6 separate regions of the Mus musculus genome follow, and regions 2, 3, 4, 5 and 6 are each linked to region 1. The links are chromatin contacts, called in public ChIA-PET, HiChIP or PLAC-seq and promoter capture Hi-C maps. All regions are on one chromosome and are shown on one strand. The core of a region is the stretch at or near the end of the contact, and the rest is flanking DNA. Distances in the headings are between cores, read along the strand shown.

Evidence for each region. Promoter capture Hi-C pulls out the DNA fragments that hold promoters and counts their contacts. ChIA-PET counts read pairs in DNA pulled down with a chosen protein or histone mark. HiChIP or PLAC-seq counts read pairs in DNA pulled down with a chosen protein or histone mark.
Region 2: a contact with region 1 is called in an H3K4me3 HiChIP or PLAC-seq map of stem cell-derived neural progenitor cells, with 5 times the contacts expected there. The contact joins the promoter of Cfl2 here to the promoter of Nfkbia in region 1. A contact is called at or near these places in 9 of 39 promoter capture datasets (the C10 cell line, the HPC-7 cell line, cranial neural crest and 5 more), 6 of 484 Hi-C or Micro-C datasets (CD8 T cells, the G1E-ER4 cell line, cardiomyocytes and 2 more), 12 of 115 datasets of contacts at active chromatin or transcription factors (astrocytes, embryonic basal ganglia, embryonic limb bud and 6 more) and 1 of 9 other capture datasets (liver).
Region 3: a contact with region 1 is called in an RNA polymerase II ChIA-PET map of memory CD8 T cells, with 10 read pairs. The contact joins the enhancer-like site here to the promoter of Nfkbia in region 1. A contact is called at or near these places in 4 of 39 promoter capture datasets (the C10 cell line, cranial neural crest, embryonic stem cells and 1 more), 2 of 484 Hi-C or Micro-C datasets (B cells and embryonic stem cells), 1 of 115 datasets of contacts at active chromatin or transcription factors (memory CD8 T cells) and 1 of 9 other capture datasets (liver).
Region 4: a contact with region 1 is called in a promoter capture Hi-C map of pre-B cells, with 3 times the contacts expected there. The contact joins the promoter of Mbip here to the promoter of Nfkbia in region 1. A contact is called at or near these places in 3 of 39 promoter capture datasets (liver, maxillary cranial neural crest and pre-B cells) and 1 of 115 datasets of contacts at active chromatin or transcription factors (extraembryonic endoderm stem cells).
Region 5: a contact with region 1 is called in an RNA polymerase II ChIA-PET map of memory CD8 T cells, with 15 read pairs. The contact joins the promoter of Sptssa here to the promoter of Nfkbia in region 1. A contact is called at or near these places in 3 of 39 promoter capture datasets (hematopoietic stem and progenitor cells, liver and pre-B cells), 1 of 115 datasets of contacts at active chromatin or transcription factors (memory CD8 T cells) and 1 of 9 other capture datasets (adipose tissue).
Region 6: a contact with region 1 is called in an H3K4me3 HiChIP or PLAC-seq map of stem cell-derived neural progenitor cells, with 6 times the contacts expected there. The contact joins the enhancer-like site here to the promoter of Nfkbia in region 1. A contact is called at or near these places in 19 of 39 promoter capture datasets (the 3T3-L1 cell line, 3T3-L1-derived adipocytes, the C10 cell line and 11 more), 1 of 15 datasets of contacts at CTCF or cohesin (embryonic stem cells), 11 of 484 Hi-C or Micro-C datasets (the G1E-ER4 cell line, the N1E-115 cell line, cranial neural crest and 4 more), 7 of 115 datasets of contacts at active chromatin or transcription factors (bone marrow-derived dendritic cells, bone marrow-derived macrophages, embryonic basal ganglia and 3 more) and 1 of 9 other capture datasets (embryonic stem cells).

What each region holds. Positions count from the first base shown.
Region 1 is chr12:55,489,614-55,494,038 of GRCm38.p6, forward strand. It overlaps Nfkbia (nuclear factor of kappa light polypeptide gene enhancer in B cells inhibitor, alpha), which reads right to left and starts at 3,034. Exons shown (of 6, transcript NM_010907.2): 1 at 2,687-3,034; 2 at 2,057-2,165; 3 at 1,507-1,717; 4 at 1,158-1,246; 5 at 793-1,053; 6 at 1-356. The coding sequence starts at 2,913. The coding sequence ends at 309. Gm36634 (a long non-coding RNA gene) reads left to right here and starts at 3,682. Exons shown (of 3, transcript XR_381610.3): 1 at 3,682-4,425.
Region 2 is chr12:54,860,507-54,864,974 of GRCm38.p6, forward strand. Cfl2 (cofilin 2, muscle) reads right to left here and starts at 2,371. Exons shown (of 4, transcript NM_007688.2): 1 at 2,238-2,371; 2 at 1,020-1,327; 3 at 831-907; 4 at 1-731. The coding sequence starts at 2,240. The coding sequence ends at 619.
Region 3 is chr12:54,955,150-54,960,119 of GRCm38.p6, forward strand. All of the region lies in intron 3 of Baz1a (bromodomain adjacent to zinc finger domain 1A), which reads right to left. Among named protein-coding and RNA genes, the nearest start is that of Gm51983, 14 kb to the right of the region's middle. Within about 2 kb of position 2,027, at least 26 of the 459 cell types and tissues checked have an H3K27ac peak or open chromatin away from gene starts, as enhancers often do. A contact at or near this core is called in memory CD8 T cells, where this site is marked.
Region 4 is chr12:56,344,556-56,349,497 of GRCm38.p6, forward strand. Mbip (MAP3K12 binding inhibitory protein 1) reads right to left here and starts at 1,339. Exons shown (of 9, transcript NM_145442.2): 1 at 1,117-1,339. The coding sequence starts at 1,245.
Region 5 is chr12:54,654,433-54,659,294 of GRCm38.p6, forward strand. Sptssa (serine palmitoyltransferase, small subunit A) reads right to left here and starts at 2,140. Exons shown (of 2, transcript NM_134054.2): 1 at 1,940-2,140. The coding sequence starts at 2,051. Gm40884 (a long non-coding RNA gene) reads left to right here and starts at 4,313. Exons shown (of 3, transcript XR_872765.2): 1 at 4,313-4,563; 2 at 4,800-4,862.
Region 6 is chr12:54,833,272-54,837,763 of GRCm38.p6, forward strand. No RefSeq gene overlaps it. Among named protein-coding and RNA genes, the nearest start is that of Cfl2, 27 kb to the right of the region's middle. Within about 2 kb of position 1,855, at least 263 of the 459 cell types and tissues checked have an H3K27ac peak or open chromatin away from gene starts, as enhancers often do. A contact at or near this core is called in the G1E-ER4 cell line, the HPC-7 cell line, the N1E-115 cell line and 7 more, where this site is marked.

The DNA.
Region 1 (4,425 bases), core at 1,784-4,283:
GCACAATAAATAAAACGTGGTCCTTTCATTAGGTTCTGGAAAATCACCTCCCCCCCCCCCAAAAAAAATCCCACAAACATGAACCTTAAGAGACATTTTCTTTGAATTTCAGTGATCTGTTTCCCCGGATTTCACAAAGACAACAGCCGAATCACCCCAGTAAAATGCCTGGGTCTAGGCGCTGTGTGGTGTGGTGCTAAGTATACCCTTTCTCATTTTTTTTCTTTTTCTTTTTTTTTTTTTTTTTAGAAAAATAAAACTCTATTTGTACAAATATACAAGTCCACATTCTTTTTGCCACTTTCCACTTATAATGTCAGACGCTGGCCTCCAAACACACAGTCATCATAGGGCAGCTAAAACAAGAGAGGGGAAAAAGACATATTAAATTCCTAGAACTTCACCAAGACATTGGGATAAGGGGAGAGCTGCTGCTGAAATAACTCCTATTCTTGGGCTCTTTTTCTCCTTAACCCAAATAGAACAAGGGCACCAGGCTGTAGGAGTTTCCCTTACCTATTCTTTCCTTAAAAAAAAAAAAAGTCTAAGCTATTGAGGGGGTGGAGCTTAATGGTTGAACGTGTGCTTATCACCATGTGCTAAGGCCTGGGTTCAATTTCTAGAATTCCCTCATTCCTCAACCCAAAAGGGTAAGCTCTTAAAACAAACCAGAGACAAATTCTTGGGATCCTGGCTTTGCAAGCCGAGTCTGAGAAGTTAAACAACTGAAATCCCTCTGATCCAAAGCAGCCCTAGAACAGCCGTCAGCGTGCTGAGGGGAGGAACACTCACCTCATCCTCTGTGAATTCTGACTCCGTGTCATAGCTCTCCTCATCCTCGCTCTCGGGTAGCATCTGGAGATTTTCCAGGGTCAGCTGGCCCAGCTGCTGCTGTATCCGGGTACTTGGGCGGCCCCAGGTAAGCTGGTAGGGGGAGTAGCCTTGGTAGGTTACCCTGTTGACATCAGCCCCACATTTCAACAAGAGCGAAACCAGGTCAGGATTCTGCAGGTCCACCGCAAGGTGGAGGGCTGTCCGGCCATTGCAGGGCTCCTGAAACCAAAAGCAATCAGGCGTTAGTTTACGGCTGCATCTGGAAACCTGCTCACCATCAGAGCCAGCCCAACAGAGATTAGGTGGAAGGGAGATGTACTCACCTGAGCGTTGACATCAGCACCCAAAGTCACCAAGTGCTCCACGATGGCCAGGTAGCCGTGGATAGAGGCTAGGTGCAGACACGTGTGGCCTGGAGGAGGAAGACAAAAACTGTAACTACGTGTTTCAATCCTCACACAACTCATGTCTATTGTCTTGAGGACAACCACAAACATCATCAGTTTTGAAGAACTCAGAATCTGGGTTCTGAGTGAATATCATATAGGCATCGAGGAGAAAACTTTTTAAAAAGATCACAGTGTCTGAACTTTGTATACGTTCGGAGTTTAAGACTCAAGTGGCCCCATCTCTCTCCCTCCTCTGCATCCTTGGATGGACTGGCAGACCTACCATTGTAGTTGGTGGCCTGCAGGACGGAGTGGAGATGCTGGGGTGTGCAGGTCTGCGTCAAGACTGCTACACTGGCCAGGCAGCCCTGCTCACAGGCAAGATGTAGAGGGGTATTTCCTCGAAAGTCTCGGAGCTCAGGATCACAGCCAGCTTTCAGAAGTGCCTCAGCAATTCCTGGCTGGTTGGTGATCACAGCCAAGTGGAGTGGAGTCTACAAATGGAAGAGGAAACAGAAAGGGATAAGCCATGGAGCAAACCCATAGTCTTGAGTTTCCTGAACCCCAGACACCTCCCGCTATGGAATCTGATCCTCCCATTTGTCTCTTAGGAGATCAGGCAAACAGGAGGCCCTAGGTGGGTCATAAAGACCTCACTAAACCCAAGGGATTTTTCTTCTGGTTCTAAGACGTTGGCTGATTTGAATGCAAAAGGCCAAGGCAGATAAGAACTAAGTGACTATTAATTTAGAAACGCTTTGGGGGCGACCGTGCTACATCTGACTCCACCAAGGGGTCAAAGAGGGCACCCGCGGGGCAAGCAAGCAGCGCACCTGCTGCAGGTTGTTCTGGAAGTTGAGGAAGGCCAGGTCTCCCTTCACCTGACCAATGACTTCCATGGTCAGCGGCTTCTCTTCGTGGATGATTGCCAAGTGCAGGAACCTGAGGGATGACAGGGAAACCCCCCGAGGGGTGGTGAGCACACTGCGTGGGGGGGGGGGAGGCGCGGGCTGGAGGTGGGGTTGGAGGGGGGATTGCGCAAGGCCGGGGTTTCTGGAGGCCGCGGCCGCGGTGTTTTCCGCGAGGTTATTATGAGCTGAGTGTTCCTGGCAGCCGCCCAGGGACTTTCCGTGCCCCACCCCCTCCGGGCGGGCGCCGGCCAGACCGGCCCGCCCTCCGCCGCCCGGAACGCCCTGTACTTCCCCTCGCGGCCGCGCGGCGCCCGGCGGCTGCGCGCCACCGCTGCCAGGCCGGGACTTTGCGTCCTCGCCGCCGCTGCCGCCCCGCCCCCCCCGGCCTGCGCTCGGCGACTCCGGGTCCGGGGACAGGGGAGGAGGGGGAGGGGGGAAGACAGGCGGCCCGCCGCAGCCCCGGCGCCCCGCAACCCCGGCGCCCTCGCCGTGCAGAACCCCGAGCGCGCTGCAGGCCCCGCGCGACCCCCACCGGTGCCCGGCGCCACTTACGAGTCTCCGTCCTCCGTGAGCTGCTGCTTCCAGGGCTCGGCGGCCAGCGGCGCCTCCTGCGGCTGCAGGCGGATCTCCCGCAGCTCCTTCACCATTTGCTCGTACTCCTCGTCCTTCATGGAGTCCAGGCCGCTGTCGTGGCGATCGTCCACCAAGCGCTCCTTCTTGAGGCCATCCCGCGGGCCCTCCATGGCCCAGTCCTGGCCGTGCCCAGCTGGCTGAAACATGGCTGTGCGGGGCTGAGCGGGTGCAGGCTGCAGGCTGCTGGCGGCTGGCTGGCGAGGTCTGACTGTTGTGGGCTCGGCAGCGCCGCCGCGGCGCCCTATAAACGCTGGCAGGGGATTTCTCAGGGGCGGGGTCAGGCGCGGGGAATTTCCAAGCCAGTCAGACTAGAAAAAGAACTGGCTCGTCCTCCACTGAGAAGCCTAAACCCAGGGCCGGGGTTCATCGGAGAAACTCCCTGCGATGAGCCACTGGGGTCATGCACAGGGAACTTTTTGATGAGCCCTGAGTGGCTGGAAAGTCCTCCCGACCAGGCCCCCTCCCTCTAGGTACTTCCCTGCAGCCTGCACTCAGTAACCCCAGCCCTCTGCAAGAACCCTTCTTTCCCTGGGGTTTCCCACCGGGCGATTTTGGTTTGGGGTCCCAAGCTGCGCAGCTTCCAAGGACGCAGACCTGCTAGGCTGTTCCTCTTAGCGATTTGCCAGTTTGCAGGTCTTTTCCGGTTTTTGATCTTTTTGAAAACCCAAGAGTGGAAACGCTGGCTAGGTGCAGGGATTCGCTTCTCCTAAATTTCTGCGACGACGGACATATGAGTGGTTCCGGGGCCGGCTGTGTTTTGTCTGTTCCAGGCCCTTTGCAATGCAGGGACATTTGGCTGTCCTTCACTCCTACTCCATGAAGCTGTAAAAACTTTGGCATTAAAACAAACAAAACCACCACCACCACCAACAAAAACCAAGAGCTTGGAGAACCCCTAGATTATTTCCTAGGGGTCAATAATCTTGCCCCCCCCCCCGGGGGAGGGGCAAATCCTAGCTCCGTATGGGAACCACATTTTTCCCCAAGTAATGCAAGCTGTTAATCTTAGTAGAAGTTGTAGTTTCCTTGCAACCGCAACTGTTGCGTTCTTGCTGTCGGAGTTAACTTGTTGCAGAGAATGAAGCCGGAGCTTATTGTGAATGCCTAGCAGAGCAATTGACTTAGTGCCCTAGCCAAGGCTGGCCTCTCAAACATAGCTAAAAAAGTAACTGTGAGGTATCCTGCAGGAGGCTCAAGATAGTCCTAACACAGACCCCATCTGAAACCTGCTGCTTCTATCAGCTTCCTTGCTCCCAAGGGACCGCGGCATTATGGGTAGCTGCTCCCCCAAGAAAGGGATTTGGGCCTGTGAGCCTCTAGTTTAACCGGCAAAAGTACAAATGTTACTTCCACCCCACCCCTACTTAGGGAAAATTAAAGCAACGTGGATCAGAGTTTGTCAGACCAGATCCAGGAGGCCTCTCTAGTTCTGCATAGATTTCTGGTGAGATGTGAATGATCTTTTTCTTAATGAGCCTTATGTCAGCTTTCCTCTCTTTGGAATTCCAGCGCCTCCCCCTGAGTATGCATGTGAAGACACTGAGGGAAAAGATTCAAAATCCAGGAAAAACCAAAAAGCCTCCAGACAGTAAGGGCCAGGTTAAAGTTAAAACTTCCTCAGCGAATTCTCCTTTTCCTCTCAGTGGCAAGTTGGATCT
Region 2 (4,468 bases), core at 1,121-3,620, 630 kb before region 1:
TTTCTTTGAAAAAAATATGAAGGCAAGAAGAATGAACACTGAGATACTAGGATAAATTGATGACAGGTAATAAAACTTAATTGGCATTCTTTATAAGGGATTAAACGCATTAAAAAAAAAGTGCTTTTAACGAATAGTGTTAAATCTGTGCTGCCAGGTCACAAAAATAGGCTTGCCAAGGCAGGTGAGGTGTATGAAGGCTCCAGTGCCTCAGAGAACGGTAATCAAGTGCAACTATAAATAATACTGAAACAAGTCTCCCATATGACCGACCAGTGGATAATATTTTCAAGGCATTCAGTTAGCTTACCCTTTGTAGTACTCTAAGCTATTCACATTGACAACCACATCCATTGTAACGTTCACTGCAAGGAAGGCATGGAACCAGTTTGTTTTGGCTAAAATAAGACAGGAAGGCATTCCTTGGGAATACAGAAAAGTAACCATATGAAACAGTCTCATGGCAATACTGACAGGCTTCTTATATTCACTCATTCACGAACGGGACCAGTGAAAAGGGAATAAACAAAAAAAAACAAAACCTAATACAATTCCAGTGGACTGAGCTGGAGAGATACGTGTAAGCCCCTTAAGATCAAATGGCACTTGGCTATTATTTTATAGTGGCTTTCCTTCAAGGGAAACTACAACACTGCCCCCCAGTTTCTCTCCCAGCGTCGAGCGGTCCTTAATATCGTCCAAGCCATTTACTTGCCACTCATGTTTAATACCTAAAACGGAAAAGAAAAACACACCTCATTAACCTTATAACTAAGAAAGAGTAAAAAAAAAAATTTTTTTTTTTTGTACAGAACAGTCGATGTTGGTACCTGTAAATTTCTTTTTAATGGCATCTTTAGAGCTAGCATAAATCATCTTGCTTTTTAACGGTGCACTTTCAGGAGCCCTACGGGGGAGAAAATGTTGAATTTCAAAAGAAAAACAAAGGCAAAAACTGACTCTGATAATAATAATCCTTGCACTTTTAGAAGTACTTTTTTTCTTTTGTTTTTACACACCAGAATATAAATACTAGGTCTTCTTTCTTAGACTCTTTTGTTTCGTACGTGGCATCGTACAAAGCATATCGGCAATCATTCAGAGGCAACAACTTCACAAAAGATGTGTAGGGGTCCTCTACAGTGTCACCAATGTCACCCACCAAGATCTGCTTGGCTTCCTCTACAATTATTTGTCTTTTGTCATCGCTCAAACAGAAGAGAACTGCTTTCTTTCTTTTTTTGATCTCCTCCTGTGTAGAAGATTTTCTTACTTTCATATCATTAAAAACTTTGATGACTTCATCATTCACTGTAACTCCAGATGCCTGAAAACAAACAAAGGGTGGGAATTTAGAATAAGGATTTCGGTTTTAACCAAAATCATAGACTTCAGTCTGGCCAGAGTATTAAAAAACTGCACCAAACAACGTAAGCAGTCCTATTAGGTCTGTCAATTTTAAATATCAGAAGAAGATACGGGTAAAATGTCTAACTCATACTGCTCATTCATCCTTCTTAAAGGAGTACGGAGAGAACCGCTAACGGGAGGTGGGAAGGGACAAATACAGTTGAGCCATGCCTGAAATGTTTCCTATTTCACTGGGTGATGTCAGAGCTTCAGGAGCAGCAGCAAAAATACCTTCTGTATTGTGTCAACTCTGCAGGCCTTAAAAAAAAACACTCCAGGATTTCAGTTAACGCTTCTACTATTTTTTTTTTCTTTCTTTAAAGCCGTCTTAGCCACGGCTGCTTCCACATAAGGAAAGAGAATCAAGTGTAAACTCCAACCCGCTGCGGCTACAGCGATTACGCCCCACCGCCCATTGGCAGCCGCTTTGAAACTAACAGATCCCGTGAAAAGGCTCCCTACGGCGAGAAAAGCGTTTTAAAATAGGTTTCTACCTGTTCAATCTCCTCGGAACGGCGTTATGGCCGGCCTCCTAGACCCTCACCCAGAGGCTGCTGGCCACGTACCAACCTTACAGCGCGCGAGTTAAAAACCTTAAGCCGCGCAGGGCAGAGCAACACGCGGGGGCCCTGGCCCAAGGAGCGACCCTCTCGCGCCGGGCCTGCGCCGGGCCCTCCCGCCTCGGGACTCGGAGCGGCCGCAGGGCCTCGAGCCCTCGGCCCGCAGCGCCGAAGCGCCCACCGCACAGGCCCAGGCAGGGTTAAGATGGCGGCCGCGCGGGGATCCGCGCCGCGCCCAGCATTCCCCCGCCGGCGCGCCCACCTTACCATAGTGCCCGCGGCTGAAGTGGCTGCGGCGGCGGTGGCTCGGACTCCGGCTCGGTGGCACTGGGACGAGAAGAAGGAGGGGTCGGCGGCGGGCAGCAGAGAGTGCAGGGCACGCCGGGAGCTGCAGCCGGGCGGGCGGGCGGCGGGCTGGAGGGCCGCAGGGCGGGCGGGGCGGGGGCGGTCACGTGGTCAGGCCCCGCCCCCGCCGCTGTCCTCCGCCTGACCCCGGAGCTCCAGAACCGCTAGCAGAACCACGCGCAGCGGCGGCGGGAGCCCCGATGCTGACAGGGATGGTCGTAGCGACCAATCCGGGTTCAACGCTCGAGCGGTTCGCGGGCTCCTGGCGCTGCTCTGGGGGGTTGTGACGTGAGGAAACGGGGTGTGGTGGTCGGGTAGAGAGCTCTTTGCTTCATTCACTTGCGCTTTCCACGGAAAGGGTCCGGATTGTAACCTTTCGGGACCCCTTTGGAAAGCCCCGACTTTGAATGAATCGTTAAGATCTTATTCTTCTTTGTGTGTTTGAATTGAGACAGGATCTCGTTTGGAGTCTTTTGCGGGTCTCTTGATTCATGAAGTAACTGCAGATGACCTTGAACGGATCCCGCCTCCATCCTGCAGGTGTTGGGATTACAGGCAAGCACCACCTCCCTGGGTTTAGACCCCTCTTATTACTAAAAGGAGAACGAACACTATAAATATTACCTTAGTGATTGAAGTACTAAGCAAAGGCAGAATGAGAAGCAGGAATGTTGGCTTATACCTGGAATTCTGCAAGAAGAGGGTGAGGTCACAAAAAGTCTCTGGAGATACCTTGGACAGAATTATAATCCAAGTAAAACCAGAAACTGCTCAAGTTACGTTTCTTTTCCCCTGTAAATGGGATGTATTGAGATTACTAGAAAAATAAATGTTTATATGTGGAGAGAAAAGGGCCTGACACATTTGATTTGGTAATTGTGTTGAAATCGTGTGTGTGTGTGTGTGTGTGTGTGAGAGAGAGAGAGAGAGAGTGTGTGTGTGTGTGTGTGTGTGTGTGTGTGTGTGTGTGTGAATAGGTGTGCTGTGGGAGTCATTTCTCCTCTACCGTGTGGGCCCTGGGAATTAAACTTAAGTCATCGAGCTTGGTGGTACCCTATCCCCATGTCAGGCAGCACACAGGCAGTCGTCACCTGTGAGCTCAGCTCCATGGACCCTGACTCCCTCTCCTAACCTTCACAAACACCTGCACATGTGCACACACATAAAAAATAAATGTAAAAAATCCTTTTGTTTTTACTCAGTGTACATGTAGGTGTATCTGTGTGAAGGTCTGCTATGTGTGTGTGGGTGCCCTTAGTAGCCAGAAGATGTTTGATCACTGGAGCTAGAGTTGCAAGAGTGGCAGACCATTGTGAGCTGCCTGAGCTGCCTGTTGTGGGTGCTCCGGTCCACTCTACTTTCTCAGGCCCACAGATTTATTATTATACATAAGTACACTGTAGCTGACTTCAGACACACCAGAAGAGGGCATCAGATATCCTTATAGGTGGTTGTGAGCCACCTTGTAGTTGCTGGGATTTAAACTCAGGACCTTTGGAAGAGCAGTCAGTGTTCTTAACTACTGAGCCATCTCTCCAGCCCTAGTTTGTTCTTAAGAGTGAGTGCTTCTTGAGCATGGAGAAAGGATTGTGGGAGGGGGTGACTTGGAGGTGGGCAATGAGCAGAATGTAAAGTGAATAAGTAAAAAAATAAATAGTAAAATAAAAAAAAAATTGCCGGGCAGTGGTGGCGCATGCCTTTAATCCCAGCACTGGGGAGGCAGAGGCAGGCGGATTTCTGAGTTCGAGGCCAGCCTGGTCTACAGAGTGAGTTCCACGACAGCCAGGGCTATACAGGAATTCACTCAAAAAAAAAAAACAAACAAACAAACAAAAACAAAAAAATTGGAGCTGAGACAAAAGGATGGACCATCTAGAGACTGCCATATCCAGGGATCCATCCCATAATCAGCCTCCAAACGCTGACACCATTGCATACACTAGCAAGATTGTGCGGATAGGACCCTGATATAGCTGTCTCTAGTGAGACTACGCCAGGGCCTAGCAAACACATAAGTGGATGCTCACAGTCAGCTATTGGATGGATCACAGGACCCCCAATGGAGGAGCTAGAGAAAATACCCAAGGAGCTAAAGGGATCTGCAACCCTATAGGTGGAACAACATTATGAACTAACCAGTACCCGGGAGCTCT
Region 3 (4,970 bases), core at 777-3,276, 540 kb before region 1:
ATTGGAGGGCAGACTAGCCCTCCATGCTGGCAGGTATAGCCTAATTAGCCTCTCCCCATATCACACTTAACAGAAAGGCAGGGAAACAGTAACTCACTTTCTTGCTGGGGCCCCTTACTCTATCCCGAAGAAGAAAGCTCCGAGATCTCTGGGCTCAGGTCCTGCAGCACCCTTCCCACTGTTCTCGGGCAAGTAGGCCTTCAGCTTCAGAGTGACAACCGCACCCTCAGCCCCCTGATTCTGCCTTCAGATACAAACTGCAACGCTCTGCTCCCAGCCCTGGTAACCCACTTCTCAGATAGCCAAGTGTGAGAACTATGCTTTCAGAACCTACAAGCCAATTCTCTTACATCTTCTTCTCTCTCCACCATCCACAAATATATTTTCTATCTGGAGAACTGTGATTAATACAATTATTTATCTTTTTAAATCTAGTGGGGCTAAGTTGTCTTTTAGGAATTGTATTTGAGACAATTTCAATATATATATGAGGCTAGCCTCAAACTTTTGATTCTTCTGTTTCAGTGTCTGGAGTACTTGGGCACATGCAATGTGCCACCAAACCCAGTCAATTATACTCTTAACTAAAGTAACTGCTTAGAAAAAAAATTAAAGCTGGGCGTGGTGGCACACGCCTTTAATCCCAGCACTTGGGAGGCAGAGGCAGGTGGATTTCTGAGTTCGAGGCCAGCCTGGTCTACAGAGTGAGTTCCAGGACAGCCAGAGCTACACAGAGAAACCCTGTCTCGAAAAAACCAAAAAAAAAAAAAAAAAAAGAAAAAAAATTAAATATCAACCAGGGGGGGTGATGGCATATGTCTTTAACCCCAGCTCTTGGGGGCAGAGGCAGGCAGATCTCTGTGACTTTGTGGCCAGCACGGTAAACATTGTCTTAAGAGAGCCAGGGCTACATAGAGAAGCCCTGTGTCAAAAAAAATCAAAAAAATTTTAAAATGAAAGAAAAATCAAGTATTTGTATATGTCATCACCCAGAATGAGTCCTATAGTTCTTCAAAAGTCAATATCTTAAATTCTGTAAGTCTCTTGACCAAATTTTTATTTTTTATCATAAATCTGGAGATTTTCTTTTTAATATCTGGAAATTTTTTCTATTCCCTAATTCTGTAACCACCATTCTGGCATTCCCTTAATTAAAACAAAACAATAACAAACCCCCAAACAAAAAACCTATTATTATAATTGTTATTTTAGAATGCTGGGGTTCATCTCACATGTATTGTACTATAAGACACATTCCCAGTCCTAGTTTGGCTTCCTTTTACTCTGCACAGAACTTCTGGATTGTATGGGACCAATTTCTGACTCCTTTACTAATTAAAATACTACTTAATCCCACTACTATTGTGTCAACTTTCAGTGACAGAAAAAAAATTGTCACTTGCTTTTTTCATAATCCCTCGAGCTCCAACTTCACTTCTAGTATTGAAATCAATCTACACATACAAACCACACACACCACACACACATTAAAAAAGACAAACCATTTCTCAGGTGGCCAGATGTCTACATTGGATAAAATTTCTTCCCCTTTCTGAATTCAACCTTGTATCCCCATGGCATAAGGAAAGAATCTATTCCTGGGAGCTGTCCACTGACCCCATATGTGCGCACACATACACACACACACACACACACACACACACACACACACACACACACACACGCACAATGTGAACATCGAGGCTCGTGCCCATGATCGCATCTCTAGGAAAGCTGAAGCACAAGAAGGGTGAGTTTAATGGCAGCATGAGCTATATACAGATAATCTGTCTCAAAAGGAACTGGACATGATTCATATAATATAGATGAATCTTGAAAACATTATGCTAAATGAAAAGGCCAGGCACCAAATAAAACAAAATATAAGAGTTTATATTAGTTTCTAGAACAAGAAAACTCACAGAGAAAGGAACCAGATGAGTGGATGCCAGGAAGCTAGGGGTGGGGTGGGGGTGGGAGTAGGGGTGGAAGTGGGGTAGTGGAAACCGGTACTGATTGCGACCTCACACAGGTTTCCTTCTGGGTGTTGAAAGTTTTCTAAAATTAGACTGGGTGATGGTTGTACAGCAGTATGTCTTAAAGGCACATTTAACAATGTAACATCTCAGATAGGCTAGTTTTATGAAAAGTAAAATATATATCCAAGCTACTAAAACACTGACAGTTGGGACTAGAGAGATGGGTCAGTGGTTAAGAGCCCTTGCTGTTCTTCTAAAGGATTGGGGTTCAGTTCCTAGCACTCACAGGTCACAACCATCTGTAAAATGGTGCACAGATAGAAATGTAGGCAAAACACTCATAAAATAAATGAAAAATAAATAACAAGAGCCTAGATGCCTAGAGAAAGGCCATGCAGAGAGTCCTCAGTGCACACGGTTCTGAGTTGGTTCCTTTTCCCATCATTGCTTTGCTTTTACACATTGAAGAGGTTTGAACAGGGCTCTCGAGTCACCCTGGATACCCATCGGGTCTGATGTGGAGCCTGACAGCTCGAGCACGAGGCCCTGACCTTGCAGACTCAGGTTTCAGTGTTGCTCCTCAGACCCTCTGCAGGGACCGGGAGGAGCTCTGTGTCCCCACGTTTGCAGATCATCTGCAGATCCGTGGGCAACAGCAAGAGCCAGCGCTGGTGGGATCTCATCCACATTCGTGTGCAGCTCTCAGACAATCAAGGGGAGTCCCGGTAAGAATAGACATATACATCTCTAGCAATGAGCCAATTCCCTGTTCTCTGAAGAAAATGGAAGGTTCATGTTAAAATGTTAGAGACTGTGCTATTCATTTGCATATCTCGTTCAATGAACAAGGCTGTGCATGGGATGGGGTGTGTGTGTGAGTGAGTGTATCTGAATTCACAGGACTATTCATTTGCCAGCTCTTCTCCTGGGGGGGATTATTATATATGGCGGGGAGGAAGAAGCTGGCTCACAGGTTAACAGTGCACACTGCTCTTACGGTAGACCTGAGTTCAGTTCCTAGCACTGACATCAGCGGGCTCACAGGTGCCTGTAACTCAAGCTCCAGTGGAATCTGACATCTCTGTCCTCTACTGACACCCGAATTCATGTACACAAACCCACATGCACATATGGAATTTAAAATAATAACTATAAATCTAAAATCAATCAATCAATCTTTTTAAAGGGCTGGAGAGGTCAGCAGTTAAGAGCATTCACTGCTCTGGCAGAGGACCTGATTGCAATCCCAGCACCCACATCAGGAGGCTCACAGCTGCCTGTATTTCCTGCTCTAAGGAGATCCAACACCTCAGGCATCTAATCCATGTGCACACACGCTCACCCAGATATGCACACATAATTCTTTTAAAAATTCAAAATCATAATCACTGAGCCATCTCAATATTTAAGGGCAGTTGCTGCTCCTGCAGAGGACTAAGGCTCAGTTCCCGGGTCCACATTTCGGCTTCCAATACCACTGCCCATGCACACATAGAGTGCCCACACACACATTCAGCAGTCACGCAAAAAACATAAAAGTGAGTCTTTTAAATGGTTGAAGGATAGAAAATACTTCCTAACTCATTCTAGAAAACCTGAGATAGAATAAATACATGAAGAGTTCTTACAACTGAAAGAAAAATGAACTTTTAAAAAATTAGTAGGTCTGAGTAGACACTTCTCAAAGCTATAAATGGCAAAGAGCATAAAAAGATGCTCTTCTCATCTGTAAAGCACAGAATCAAAACCACAGCAAGTAACAGACCATATCCAGTGAGGTGGCATGTCTCTCAAAAGCAAAATTTTACATTTAACGAGTACTGGTAAGGCTGTAGAGAGATAAGAACTGATGCAGACTGTGGAGAGAATATTTATATCTATCTGTATGGATGTGGCACCTGCCAGTAATAATTCTGATGGTCTATGGCTTAGGCAGGAAGTAGAGATGAGACACCTGGGAGGCAGAAAGGATTCTGGGATAGTGCCAGGCTCGGGAGATTCACCCAGGAAGAAGTGACAAGATGGACCCATGGTACCAGAGCACAGGTAATCAGGCACGTGGCAGAATGTAGATGAGTAAATGGGTTATAATAAGTTATGATCTAGTCAGAGAAGAACCTAGCTATATGGCCAATGTATTTGTAAATATATTTTTGAGTGTGAGTCTTATTTCTGGGAGCATGGGGCTGAGAGGAAGAAGCAAGACCAAACTTCTACAGCAGATGGTATAGAAAACAGCATTTCTATGTCCCCACAAAGTCAAACACAGAATGATCATAGAAACTACCAACTCCACTTAAAAAATTAAAAATTGAAAAAAGAATTTAGATACTTGAACACCAGTGTTTCCAGTAGACAAAGCATGGAATCAACCAAAAAGTCCACTGACAGATAGATAATAAACAAAATGTGGTTATATAAACACAAGAGAATATCCTGACATTAAAAAAATGATATTATAATACATTCTAAATATGAATGGAGCCTGGAAACAGTCAGTGTGATAAGCTACAAAAGGACAAATACTTGAGCTTGCTCACATGCAGTATATAAAACAAGCAAGTTCATCTACAGAAAGTAGAATCAAGGTTACCAGGGGCAGGGGGGAGGGCAGAACGGGAAGTGATTGCCTAAGAGTACAGAGTTTCTGTTTGGAATGATGAAAATGTTCTGGAAACAGTGGTGATAGTTATACAACACCGTGAACACCACTGGATTTCACAATTAACATGATTAAAATGGTAATTTTTTTTTTTTTACACAAAGCATAAAACTGTGCTATTATCCTAGCAGAAAAGCCTGGGGAAAAAATTCAATGAACACACCCACATTGCCAGCAAATAGAAATATCTGCAGGCTGGTTTTCACACTGTCTGACAGATATAAAGCAAAGTTTCTAAATAGGAAAAACTGCAAGAAGCAATATCAAAACTTTTTGGATAGTGGTATAGATCTGGAATTTGGAGACATGAAAGTAATCAGATAGATTTG
Region 4 (4,942 bases), core at 89-2,588, 850 kb after region 1:
AGTTCCAAATCCACGCCAAAAAGTTCTCTAACTTTTAAACTATTTAAAGATCTGAGATGTTACTACTGAAATATTAATAAGGAAAGTGCTTAAGACTTTGTAAGAATTTTTTTCCTAATTGCTTATCAAGCAACTGAGTTTAATTTTTTTTAACTTTTCGAAGTCCAGTAACACCAAACAGAATGTACAACTCAAGTAGTTTGCCAGTCAGAATAAACTTACTAAGGTTTTCCAACTAAGGATTTTAAAAATAATCCTCACAAATCAGGTAAATGTCCTATTCTCACTGGTGGTACCACTGCCCTTGACATAAATGTGTGCTGTGTCCATTTCAAGCACTATAACCAGTCCCCAAACAAATTAGGAAACATGTTTGACACAAAACTCTTCTAAAAGCAGGCAAACATACTTTTGTTCCTTATTTAAACATTGCCTCATTTACATCACGACTATCTAGTAAAGTGTAACCTAGTTTTTAAAATCCAGGTTTACTGTGACATTTTCTGTAAAGAGCAATTAGCTAAGCTACACGACAGTCGTAATGTAGTTAGAAGTGGCCACACATAACTCATCCAACAATTCACACTAAAATTTAGGTATACTACAAATGAAATTGTGGAAATCCTTATATATCCCTCCCCGTTTAAAAGAGTAAGAGATGCAATAAATGGCAAGAGAAACAAAAAACAGAAAAACAAACAAATAAACAAAAAACCCCAGAGTAAATCACCCCCCAAGGAGTGGGGATGGCGCTAGGAAAAGTTTCAGGCCATATTAACCAGTGAGTTTCTGCGATAAATACACTGGAGGCAAAAGGACCGTGATCGCCAGGAACCTCCTTCACCCTCATCACCTTTTAGGCATCTTTTGGGCAAGCTTTCGTCGCCAGGACCCCAGTTTTCTCCAGACCTTGGCCATCAAGCGTGCCGCTGGCATCTCCCGGTCCCAGGAGCTGGGCCCAGGGTCTTCCGGGTGTCACAGCCCGGCCACGGCACACCAGCGGCACACACCGTGCCAGCGGGGCTCCGCGACCCCCGCCTCCGAGAGAACTAAGGGGACAAGGACCGGGATGCTCTCCCTCCCCACCCACCCCTTCCCCGCCGCACCCCCACTTACCTGTCTTGTCAGGGTGTGCAAGGAGCGAAAGACTTCGCAGAGGACCTCGCGGGTGAGGAGGGGGCTGGAGCATTGCTCCAGGCTCCTCTCGCTGCCGCTTGAGGAACTAAGCTCCGCAGCAGCAGCCATGACACCTTCAAAGCAGCCCCCCAACCACCGCGAACAGCGCTCACCCCACCCCTCCCTCGCGGACTTCGTCGCACTGAGATGACGTAAAACTAGAGCGTCTCACTTAGAGCTTGAGGATAGGCCCCACCCTCTGTGTGTGACAGACACACAGGAAGACCAATCAAGAGCAAGGATAGCTGTGCTCCGAGGGAACTTGTGTATGTGAAGCTGGACCTTCTGTCTGGTGGTGTTTTCTGTGGTCCACCTTGGTTTAGAAACCTACTTGGCTCTTAGATGCTCCCTGTGAATGTTGGCAGAGCCTTACTCTTAAGTGTTAGAATTTGAGTCCCGCTATTAAAATTTAAAATGTTAACAGTCGAGTTGTCTTGGAAAAAGATTGCGGGTTAGTGATGGAGCAGTGCTTTACAATTTTCTAATTACTAGAAACTTGACCCAGGATGATCGTTACTGGATAGAACATTTTCATCTCTATAAGACTGTTTGATATGAGGAATTTAAAAAGAACACAAGGGCTACATTATGCTTCTTTTTCCTACCATAGAACGACATTGATGACTACACCTGCAAAATAGTTTATGTCAAAGTTCTGACATGCAACGGGTTCTCAGTGCAATCACTGGACACTTGACCTTAAAATTGTTTCAATATAAATCCAATAGAAATATAAACCAGCCGGGCAGTGGTGGCGCACGCCTTTAATCCTAGCACTTGGGAGGCAGAGGCAGGCGGATTTCGAGGCCAGCCTTGTCTACAGAGTGAGTTCCAGGACAGCCAGGGCTACACAGAGAAACCCTGCCTCAAAACAAAACAACAAGAAAGAAAAGGAAGAAAGAAAGAAAGAAAGAAAGAAAGAAAGAAAGAAAGAAAGAAAGAAAGAAAGAAAGAAGGAAAGAAAGAAAGAAAAGACCAATTTATTCCATGTAACCACACTCTTTAAAATTAGGATATAAAACTAAATCGACTCTTGTTGGGTATTATTAGATAGCTTTATTTTAGCGAAAAAAGTTATAATTTTATAATGTAGAGTTCTATTAATTTTTTTTTCCTTTGAGACAGGGTTTCTCTGTATAACCCTGGCTGTCCTGGAACTCACTCTGTAGACCAAGCTGGCCTCAAACTCAGAAATCTGCCTGCCTCTGCCTCCCGGATGCTGGGATTAAAGGCATGCTCCACCATGCCTGGCTCTATTAAATTTTTAAAACAAGCTTAAAAGATAAAGGACAAAAGAATTAAAACTCTGGCGGCAGTGGCTCAGGCCTTTAATCCCAAAGCACTAGGGAGGTAGAGGCAGGTAAATCCCTTATGAGGCCAGCCTGGTCTACAAAGTGAGTTCCAGGACAGCAAGGGCTACACAAAGAAACCAAAGCTCGAAAAGCAAGCAGGCAAGCAAGCAAGCAAACAAACGATTTAAAACTCTTCTTCATGATAGTTGAGTGCATTTAACATACAGGAAGTGGAAGTATGAAGTTAATGGGTAGTCTATCCTTAGAGAGCAGACTGAATAAAGGAAGAAATAAGGAATTAAGGGACACTAGGATAAGGAGAGTAAAAATGAAAGAACTCCTTTTACCTGTCTAAGGAGCCTTTTACTCACTTATATCCAGAGACTTCTGGTATTATCAGACTTAACAGGATCTTGAGAAAGCTGGTCTGTTTCCTTGTTAGCAGAAAGATGTAAACTTAGGTTTGACAATACAATCTTCACAAGATTCAAGCACCCTCTCATTCAAGTCACTCATATCTGTAATAGAAGTTCACGATTCATCGCAATGTTAACACACTTTGTCTCTGAGTTTCTGGTTAATGGGTGACAATTGTAATGTGGAGTCTAAGAGTCCTTGTTCTGTACCAAGTAATGAAATCAGATTTTTTTTAAAAAACTAAGTAGAAGACTTTTTATCACACATTTGGGAATGATTAAGGTGCTGCACGCTGTTTTCTTTGTGGTGACTGCAAGTACTCCTGCTCATGCACAATTACCCAAGGAAGCCAGAGGCATGGGATGTGAGCTGCCCAGCACTGGAGCCTAAAATCAAACTCTGGCCCTCTGCAAAAACGAACAGTTGCATTCTTAACCACTGAGATCTTTCTCCAGCCCCAAATTCCAAGTCTTACTTGATTTCTTCTTGTTGTTGTTCCATTGTTTTTGTTTTTAGAGACAGTGTTTCTCTATCTCGCTGAGACTCTCCTGGAACTCCCAGAACCAGGCTGGCCTCAAACTCAGAGATCCACCCATTTCTGCCACCCAAGTGATGGGATTAAAGGCATGTCCCACCATAGTCAGAATTTGTTAACTCCTTTATGCACTGCTTCTTCTGTCTAATAACATCTTGTATTCCTTCCTGATACCCAGTGAGCTCATTTCAGATAGTTTTCTTATTTTCTTCTTTTATAATAAAAACTTCTATTTTAGGTAGAAGGCTTTCTAAGATGAAAAGATGTGGATTCCCTTGGACTCAGTGCAGACAGAAATGTATAGATACTAATGTATAGCAGAATTATAATACTGAAATTTAGAAAGGGAATAATTTGTCCTTTTATAGAAAACTAATTACAGTTTATGAAGTGGGTTGCTGAAAATCTGCTGCTCAGCAGAAATGATTCAGAGTGTTGGAGTTGGCATTAGAGACAGTGTTCTTACTGTCCTGCAAGCTTATGCCAAGAAGCAACTGAGAAGACAGAAACTAGAAATGAAATCTAGGCTATCTCCCTTACCCCTCCCCCAAATGCCATTTCTAGTGAGCTCCATCAAATAATCCCTCACCCAGAAAAATACCTAAGGTATTGTGTTTTTAAAAATATGTTAATAAAAAATACAACTTTTTGTTCTAGTGCAGAAAATTAAATAAAGATAATTTTTGTCTCTGGCTCTACATCACTTTCTGGTCAGGTCCAAGATTCTTACAATGACATGTCAGGTTTCTCTCAGTACTAAAGTGTTTCACATTGCTTCACAGTATCTGGTACAGAGCTGCTCAGCACAATCGTCCCTCCTATCTGAGTCAGGTATACTGCAAGATTTCCAGTGGATGCCTGAAACATTGAACAGTGCCCATGGTTACCATAGATCTTAGCAATCTCAGCCTATATAGACTTTATTCTCGACTTATTGAGAACTTTCATCTTTCACTTAGAGGCAGTATTTTACAGTTTTTGCTGGGCATGTGTGGACTGCCAGTGTCATTAGTCTTATGATTTGAGGTGACTGTTGGGTTGAACATAAGCACTGTGATACCATGGCAGCTCTGGTAACTGAGATAGCTGTAGGTGAATAACAGGCAAATAACATACGTGTCATAGACACATTGGACAGAAGGATCGTTCATGCCTCAGACAGAATATATAGAGCTAAATTAGATAAGCATAATCACATTACTCGGCATCCCTTGCAGCTTTTAATTGTGACATGCTTATTTCTGAGATTAGTGTTTGTGTGTTCAGTCATGATTTGCCAGAAGTAACTGAAATGGTGGAAAGCAAAGCCATCAACAAAGGTAAAGCTACTGTGTATACTCACTGAGCTCAACACATTTGCCTAATAGACAAAACAATCTAAAAAATAGACTTGTAAGATGGAAAAGAAACAAAAGAAATTAATCTCTCAGGGAAAAATTGTAACAGATAGAGTGCTTGTTCAATGGTCTCTTTAAAAATTCAGGTGTTGGAACAACAATATGAACTAAGCAGTACCCCGGAG
Region 5 (4,862 bases), core at 890-3,389, 840 kb before region 1:
TGCCCTCAAACCTACATGTAGCTGAAGCTAGCCTTTAACTGCTGATGCTCCTGAAGCTACCTCCCCAAGTACTAGAATTACAGGCAAGCATGCACCACCACACCTAGCCATGCCCACAACTATTTGAACAGAAGAACAGAAAAAGGCACTTTTTCAAACAAAAATTCCCCCCCCCCCCTTGGAAACAGGGTTTCTCTGTGTAGCCTTGGTTGTCCTGGAACTCTTTCTGTAGACCAAGCTGTCCTCAAACTCAGAGATCGGTGTGCTTCTGCTGCCAGAGTGCTGGGTTTAGAGATGTGAGCCACTGCCATCTGGCCCCGGGTCAGTATTTCTATTACAATATAGCCAGAGAAATCTTAACACTGTTGCCACTGTAGCATTTATCCACATGCCAACAAATGTTTCAAAGCTTACAGGTCTAAACTGAGTTCTACTGTTACCCTAACCTAAAGAGTTTCACTTCACCCCAACACTGTTTCTTTGCCTGCCTGCCTGGCTTCCTTTTCCTTTGAGTTTTGCTATGTAACCCTGGCTTGCCTGGTAGTAGCTATGTATTATGTACCTCAGGCAGCCTTGAACTCCCAGCATTCCTCTTGAATCAGCTCTCTGAGCATGGTAATCAGTCATGAACCATCACAGCTGGCTTTCATTATTATTATTTAATGGGGCTTTGTCAACATTAATTGTAGTAAGATAATTATCAGTCAAGATTAACTGCTACCCAGCCTGGTCTACAGAATGAGTTCCAGGACATCCAGGGGTACACAGAGAAACCGTGTTTTGAATTAATTAATGAATTAATCAAAAGATTACCTGCTACTATTGAAAAGTTCCAATTAGGCATAAATTTAAATATAGATGTTATCTGACCTACAAAATCCAAAGAGCAAACTGAAGCTACAAATAAACGATTCGGAAAATCAGGCTTTCTTAATCCGGAGCCCCAAATATACATTCTGGTTATTAAACTTTAGGTTAGGAAATAATTGCTCACAGTAATAGTCTTGCAAGACGCTAAAATTTTTCAAGAGTCAGCTCCAAATAACCTCATGCTATTTCCACACCAGCACCCTTGAAAAAGCTTGCAAAGAAGCTCTACCTCAGTCCTAGGAACGCGTTTGTGAAGTTGTTCCTAACAAAGCTAAACCACAAGAAGCTGAGCGGATGAAATAAGCATGTGATGTGGTATATTCTTTTTATATTAAGGAAAGGAGAAGTGGAGCGTTAAAAGAATGAATTGCTAGTATTTCGTCGACACGGAAATCAGAGGATAGCGGCATAGACATTGGGCGAAAACAAACATCAGGCTTCACAACCTTGAGCTATTCGCTGGAGCTGTTAAAATTAGGCAAGATAACATACACACAAAGTGCTCAGCAAAGTCATCACTCAACAATTCTTAACCGGTGATAAACTAAACAACAAAGCACAGTTTGAAACCCCAGCAAAGTCTTTTCTGGGCACAGCTTGTACCTATGATGCAAAGAAGTCATAAATATAACACACTTTTAAAACTGCCATTTTGAAGCCCAAAAGGCCTTTCAGTAACTTACAAACTGCTTTCCAAAACTGTGTGGGAGTGTCAAGACCACGTACTCACAACCTGGTGAACTGGTTAGAGTTCTATCGCTCCAAATCAGGAATAGCTAAGGGTTAAAGACGCCCAAGCCCGGAGCGATTTGCAGCAACCCTGCCTCAAAGAATACTGAAGGATCAAAAGCAGGCGCGGCCGAAGCGGGACAAGGAAGCACCAGGGGAGACGTCGCCCTCCCGACTGCTTGCAGAAATCAGGATGCCTCCACCTTGGGCAGGGGAATTGCGTACAAGACCCGGATCTCCGCGGTTCCACCTCCCTTGACCCCAAGACACCCCCCCACCCCCTTCCAACCCGGCGCGCGCACCCCTCCACGCCCCAGCCAGGCCAGGACACACAGGATACTGAACACGGTTCGCTCCCAGGGCTCCAGCATGTAGAGCGCAGTGACCAGCAGGTACTGGTAGTAGAACCAGGACATCTGCTTCCATGCTCGCGCCAGCGCCATGCCCGCCATGCGCCTCCCGCGGTGTAGCAGCGTCAGGCGGGCCCGCGGCCCGCTCACCTCCTAAAGCCCCAGGCCTTGGGGCCCGCCCGCCACCACCCTGCGCCCATTGGTCCTGCCGAGCCTGCGCGTCACCGTGTACGCCCAACCCCGCGCGCACCCGAGCGGCCACCGCCGGCTCCTCCTGGCTTGCGCTTATTGGCCAAGCGGCCACTTCGTGTGCTCCTGTCCCGCCCCGCGCCTCGCCCGGAGCGAGCTCCCCAGCCCTGGGAAACGGTCTGGGTTTAAGTGCTAGTTCTGCATCTCCACGCGCACGCATGGCGGTTGCAAGACCGGCTTCAGTCCCCACTGGTGTCCATGCGAGATGGTGCCCTTAAGAGGCCGGATCCTTCAGACCAGCCCAGAAGGATTCCTTTAGAAACCAGTGTATGTAATCTCTCTCCTACCTCATGAATCCCTTCTGGGCCAAGAGATGATAGGGCTGGGTGAGAATGCTACTAAAGAGTCGGGCATGCAAATAAACAGTGCCTTGTGCAAGAGGGAATGCGGGGGTCAAAGAGAATGTGGATGCCAAATGACACCCAGCCAAGAAGATGTTGAAAACTGTAGAAGTAATATGTTCATCAGCTCTTCCCTTCCTCCGAGCACATGCGTGAAAACAGACCTATCTAGGATGCGCGCGCGAGTACACACACACACAACACACACACACACACACGCACTAGTATTCCCTAACCTAAAGACAAAAGAATTGGCCATAGACAGTTGCCAATATTTCTATGACTACACTTAGAAAACAACCATGTAGGTCACAATCAAGAGAAGTGCACTTGATCTAGTGGGTTCTAAAGACAGCTTGAGGTCAGCATGTGATCTGTCTCCTAAAGATTCACTCCTATGACCTGCAGCAGTACCGGCTGTATTCCACTCCTCTAAAGCCCATGCACTGTGTGCTTGTGAAATGACATAATTAAGTAGCCTGCAACTCACATGTCTAAAAGTTTCAAACCTGCTGCTTTAAGCTTTAAAACCTTTCCAGGTTGACAGGTATTAACTTAAATTCCTTATGCTCCTTACGAGCAAAGACCTTACAAACAACAATAGACTTGAGATCTGCTTTCACAAGGTGCCTAGTCATTTTATTTTATTTTATTTCGTCTTGTAGGTTACAGAACATCACGGAGGGAAGCCAAGCCAGGAACTCCAGGCAGGAGATTGAAGCAGAAACCACAGAGGAATACTGCTTAGGAGCATGCTCTTTCTGGCTTGCTCAACTTGCTTTCTTAAACGGCCCAGACCCCACTTGCCTAGCAATGGCACTGCCCACAGTAGGGAGGACACGCCCACCATAGACCAATCTCATGTTCCTCAGCTAAGGTTCCCTCTTCCCAAGTGATTCTAGTTTTTTGTGGAAATGAAAAACAAAAACAAAAATAACTTAACCAATATACAGGACCTCACTATGTAGTATAGGCTGGCCTCGATCTCAAAGTAATTCACCTTTCTCAGACTCCTTCGAGCTACGATTACAGGTATGCACCAACCACACCGAGCCTGGACTCATCTTTCAGACACATGATGGTAAGAAGTAAGCTCAGAAACCAAGCTGGATCTGAGCTGGAAGTTTCCTTCTTGCTAGATATCTCCTCCCCACGGCCCCCTTCCAGACAGGGTTTCTTTGTGTGGCCTTGGTTGTCCTAGAACTTGCTCTGGACACCAGCTTAATCAGTCTCAACCAGGCTAACCTCAGACTCACAGAGTGCCAGAATTAAAGGTGTGCACCACCCTTCCCTGGCTGCTGACTACCTTTCATTGTGCCAAAAGATATAAACTGCTGAGGGAGACAATTTTTCAGTGGTCCCACCCACTTGTGAGCTACAATACTAAGCTGCCAGGCAAGACAAGTTCACTGGTACAATAATGGCCTGACTGTTAGGGGGGAATCAACTGCTTTCTAACAAGATTTTAGGCCTGCTCCACAAGAGAGAATTCTGATACTGTAAATCTGGTTAAAAAAAAAAAAAAAAAAAAAAAAAACATGGCTGGGGAGGGCAAACGCCCAAGGAAGCAATCTATTACTGTTGTTTGTTAAGCAGGCTTCTAGCTAAACTGGCTTTAAATAACTACGATGATATTCAGGCTTGGTCAGAGAAAACATGGTTTACAGGGACTGTGACTAAAGCAAAGGCTCTTTTTTTTTTTTTTTTTGGTTTTTCAAGACAGGGTTTCTCTGTAGCCCTGGCTGTCCTGGAACTCACTCTGTAGACCAGGCTGGGCTCAAACTCAGAAATCCGCCTGCCTCTGCCTCCCAAGTGCTGGGATTAAAAGCCTGGCAGCAAAGTGCTAAGAATACATTGAGTGTTCAGCCTTAAGTAAAACATCTGTATCACCTGCTCCAAGACTTTGGAACATTGCAGAAGAAGAGAGAGAAATGATGTAAGAGCCAGAGGACAGGACAGACTTGTGTGAAACACTGTCTTCTGAACGTGAAAGAGGAACTTCTCGTTCAAACCACCACAAGTAGGTAATACCTAGTAAGAGAAGTCGTCTGAGCATGTCTTGGAAACGGTACTAGACTCTCTCTCTCTCTCCCTCTTCCCTCTCCTTCTCCCTCTCCCTCTCCTTCTCCCTCTCCCTCTCCTTCTCCCTCTCCCTCTCCCTCCTCTCTCCCTCTCCCCCTCTCCCCCTCTCCCCCTCTCCCTCTCCCTCTCCCTCTTCCCATCCTCCCCCAGGGAACAGTAGTTTGCTACATTGTTACAGGTCCAAAGCAACAAGGCCCAACAACCATGAACTGACAACTTTAAGACTGTGAAACAAAAATAA
Region 6 (4,492 bases), core at 605-3,104, 660 kb before region 1:
GATTTATTTATTCATTATATATGAGTCTTCTGTAGCTGTCTTCAGACACACCAGAAGAGGGCATCAGATCTTGTTATGGATGATTGTGAGCCATCATGTGGTTGCTGGGATTTGAACTCAGGACCTTCAGAAGAGCAGTCAGTGCTCTTAACCACTGAGCCATCTCTCCAGCTCCCTCAATCTAGTTTTTTTTTTTTTTTTTAATGCAATTCTCCCGAGGAGTGGAGCATCCCTAAGGCATTTAGTGTGTTCTTTGAATCAGTTAGTTAACTGTACAGGTTTCCAAGCTATAACATAAGCACAGTTAACAGGGGTTGTTTTTCAAGACAGTGTTTCTCTGTGTAGCCCTGGCTGTCCTGGAACTCACTTTGTAGACCAGGCTGGCCTTGAACTCAGAAATCCGCCTGCCTCTGCCTCCTGAGTGCTGGGATTAAAGGCATGCGCCACCACGCCTGGCGTTAACAGGGTTTCTAAATCCTAAATACTCTTCTGAACTGAACTCCTGCATACATCTGTTGGTTTCTCCGTTCCTCTAGTTAACTCTACACTACTACTTGTGTTCCACTGTCATAGCCTGAGCAGCACGGTGGGGGCACAGGCACACCCCTTTACCTTCTATAACAGGGTGTGCATGGGATTATCACTTTCCCTGCAAACATCCAGAAATAGAACTTCGTTAAAAATAAGTCAGTATGTGCTTCTGATGTACCCAAGTCCACATGGAGGAGGACGGGAAGCTACTAACCACTGGGTTCCTCCCGGTGTGACTTGCTGGTGTTCTGCACACCTGGTCTCATTTCACAGCTCTGTGATGGTGTCTACTCACGGCTGGGAGACTAGAGCTGTCTGAGGGAGAGCAGCTAGTTAGAGGCACGGGCAGGGAGAAGCAATCCCAGAGATGACTGGCTCTCGTATCATCTCCCTGGAACTGGCCTGATCTATATTCAGACACTTGGCCACGATTTTCCTTAGCGCTCCCCAGGGGTGTGTCCACAGTGGGATTCATGCTTAGTGACTCCTGACTTTTCCTCTTGGAATCTGCCTTTTGTGCAAAAGCCAGTGAGATGGTAATGTTGGATTTGCATCTTCTATAGGGGCAGGGGGCTAGGAGAGGGAGACTGAACAAGGGTAGTGATGGAAGATTGGCTGTGTACACTTCTGTAAGTTAGAAATATTTTCTGGTTATTATTCATGTGTAACCTTTTTAGTAAGGAAGGGGAAAAGGGAATTTCTAGACAACTATTTGGAAATAATGTACAGCTACACTGCAGTATATATTCTATTTTCAACTACATATGCACACTCAAACTGTTATATATATTTAAGAAATTATATATGATTATATATGTATATATATTATGTTCTTTCTATATATAAATAGAAAGAACATAAAACTGAATGGGGGGGACAAGTTAGGGGAGGGATATTATGGTCAAAATAGATTCTATGGCATGTTAAAAAAAAAAAGACAATGGTGGCAAAACCCACCCCCAGTCAGCTACTCTGTCTTGTATAATTTGTTTTGAAAGAATTCATTATTAAATAAGATTTGAAGTTTAAAAAGATTTTATCTTTGATATATATACGATTAAGGATGCTTTTGAGAGGAAAGCTAGGATCAGCACTGCAGTGTGTGGGTATTTGCTGTTCTTTGTCCCTTGTACCCCACACAGAAACACAAACACAAGCTTCTCATTGTTGCCTCTAAGCAGCTGATGACTAAGGGGCTGACTAAGTCATCCTGAGTGGCTGAAACCCTGTTCCCAGTCACTTGACACCATGTAGGGAATACTATGTTGGAAATGTGCAGCTGTTCAAGCCTCCGCCCCGCCCCCACTGGAAAGCCCCGCCCTTGGGGAGCAGGAGCGGTCAATTCTTCTTTACAGGAAACGTTGCCAGTGAACAGCTCTCCCCTTAACCTACGGGGGAAGCACACGTCTCCCTTTTCCGTAACTGTAGCAAGACTGTTTTCATAATTAATTGGAGGCGAAATGCAGTGCTGGGGGTTGGTTTCTTAGCAGTGATAATCTCGCCATGATGAGTCACTTCTCTGAGGAGAAGAGCTCACTGCAGAGAACATGGCAGTGACGCTCACACACTTCTTATGCTCATGCTGCCTCTAAGCTTGAACTACAGCCCCCACACAGTGAAGGGTCTGGCTTTTGCTGTTGCTTGTTTGGTTTTGAGATAGGATCTCATGTAGCCCAGGCTGAACTCGAACGCATGATGTAACCAAAGGATGACTTTAAACTCTCGACCTGCACCGCCACAGTTGATTTCATTCAATGCTTCCCAACCTGATTAAAGTTGATAAATTGAGTGGATGTGCTGTGGTCATTTGTTCAGCAACATGTTCATTGACTGAACAGCAACATGTTTTCTTATGTTTATTTGTGTTCATGTTTGCGGGTATGCATGTGTCATGGCACATGTGTGGAAGTCAGAAGACAACTTGTGCCAGTCAGTCCTGCCTTTTATCATATGGGTTCCAGGGGTCAAACTCAGGCCATGAGGGTTGGAGGCAAGCACTCTTATCTGCTCTGCTGAGCAAATGTGCTCATGGAATTTCTTTTTTTTTTTTTTTTTTTTTTTTTTCGAGACAGGGTTTCCCTGTATAGCCCTGACTGTCCTGAAACTCACTCTGTAGACCAGGCTGGCCTCGAACTCAGAAAAAATCTGCCTGCCTCTGCCTCCCAAGTGCTGAGATTAAAGGTGTGCACCACCACGCCCGGCTGTCTTTTTTTTTTTTTTTTTTTTTTTTTTGAAGTATTAGTTTGAATTACGTGTATAGGGAGGTGTATACATGTGAGTCTTGGTGACCATGGGAGTCAGATCATCTGGAGATGGAGTTATAGGTGCTGGCTATGGGTGATAAGGACAGAACTCTGGTCCTCTGCAAGAGTAGTACATATTTTTAATCACTCCAGCTCCCTAGTTTTTAATATGTACAGAAATGTATTCTATACCGCAAGCTTCCTGCGAGTGGCCATGTGTTGCTTTCGGAGTTGGCTAACTTAGCGGTTCCATTTTGACACGGACACAGATTCTTTCCACTTGTTCCCTACCACCCTGACTGAATTGGCGTTACTCCCAGCTTGTCTCTTCGTGGGCCCCTTCTCTTCCTGATGAAGATTCTTGAATCCCTGCCCCTGGCTCCCAGCTCCAGTGCCCGCTCAGGTCTTCCTCAAAGGCGGCTTGTCTCAGGCGTGATGAGGGCCGGGGCTTGGCTCCTCAGCTGACCTCTGCTCAATCCTCCAGTTTATCTGACTCCAGCTCCGCCCCTAGCTCTTCTAGCTCCATCTTAAGAATTACTCCACATGGGAGCGAAAAGCCACTAGCAGCTTGGGAGTAGGGTTTGTTGCTGTCTCATTATCTGGTCCAACCTTCCTTCCTCCCCCCTGGGAAGCCCTGCCCGCCTTGATCTTCCTGGGACTGCAGCGGGATCAGCTGCTCCGTTCCCAGATGCATCCCAGAGTTCAGACTCACTCATGCGCACAAGTGTCTCTTCTGGGGATAGTCACCCACTGCGGGGATCCCCGGTCACATCTCTACTGGTGGCTTTTTACCTTTTTAAATTATTTTTAGTTTCTTTTGTGTGTATGAGAGATTTTCCTGCCTGTGTGTGCACCAGGTACACACCTGGAGCCCTCAGAAGCTAAAAGAGGCCATTAGTTATAGATGGGTTACAAGCTACTTGGTGGGCACTGGCAATTGATAAGTAAGTCTAGAGCCAAAGAGCAGAAAGAAACTAAATGTCACTTTGCATTTAACTATCTTCACCATCTTATCCGCATATGACTTACTTATTTACTTTCTTGGCGTTTGTTTGTTTTTGTTTGAAACTTTTTTTTTTTTTTTCTGTGTAGCCTGGCTGTCCTACAAGTTGCTCTGAAGCCCAGCCCAGGCCATCTTAGGTTTGTATTTTGTTTTTTTGTTTGTTTGTTTGTTTGTTTTGTTTTTTTGAGACAGAGTTTTTCTGTGTAACAGAGCCCTGGCTGTCCTGGACTTGGTTTGTAGACCAGACTGGCTTTGAACCCACAGAGATCTATCTGCCTGCCTCTACCTCCTGATGGCTGGGATTAAAGCAGGCTATCTTTCTTTACCTTAAAAGGTCCCATCTCCCAGTCTTATCACCTAGATAGCCTGTCACTACTTAGATTCGGGTGTGTCCTAAATGGAATGCTGTTTCTCTGGTCTGCCAGCACCTGTCACTATGTATGTCTATGGTATTAACACATATTACTGGATGTACTTATTGGTCAAAGCTAAGAGCTGAGTAGAGCTACATTCAGCACAAACTGCCTTCTCCATTTCTGTAAACACTTGTCTAAAAAATGGTGACTCTGGAGATGAAGACAGGAGGAGCCTGAGTCTGAGGCCAGCCCGATTGTATGAAGAGAACTTACCTAAAAAGCAATTGATGCTGATAACAAATTGCTGGGACCTGCACTTACATATGACCTCATTTACATATGACCTCCACTGAAGTAAA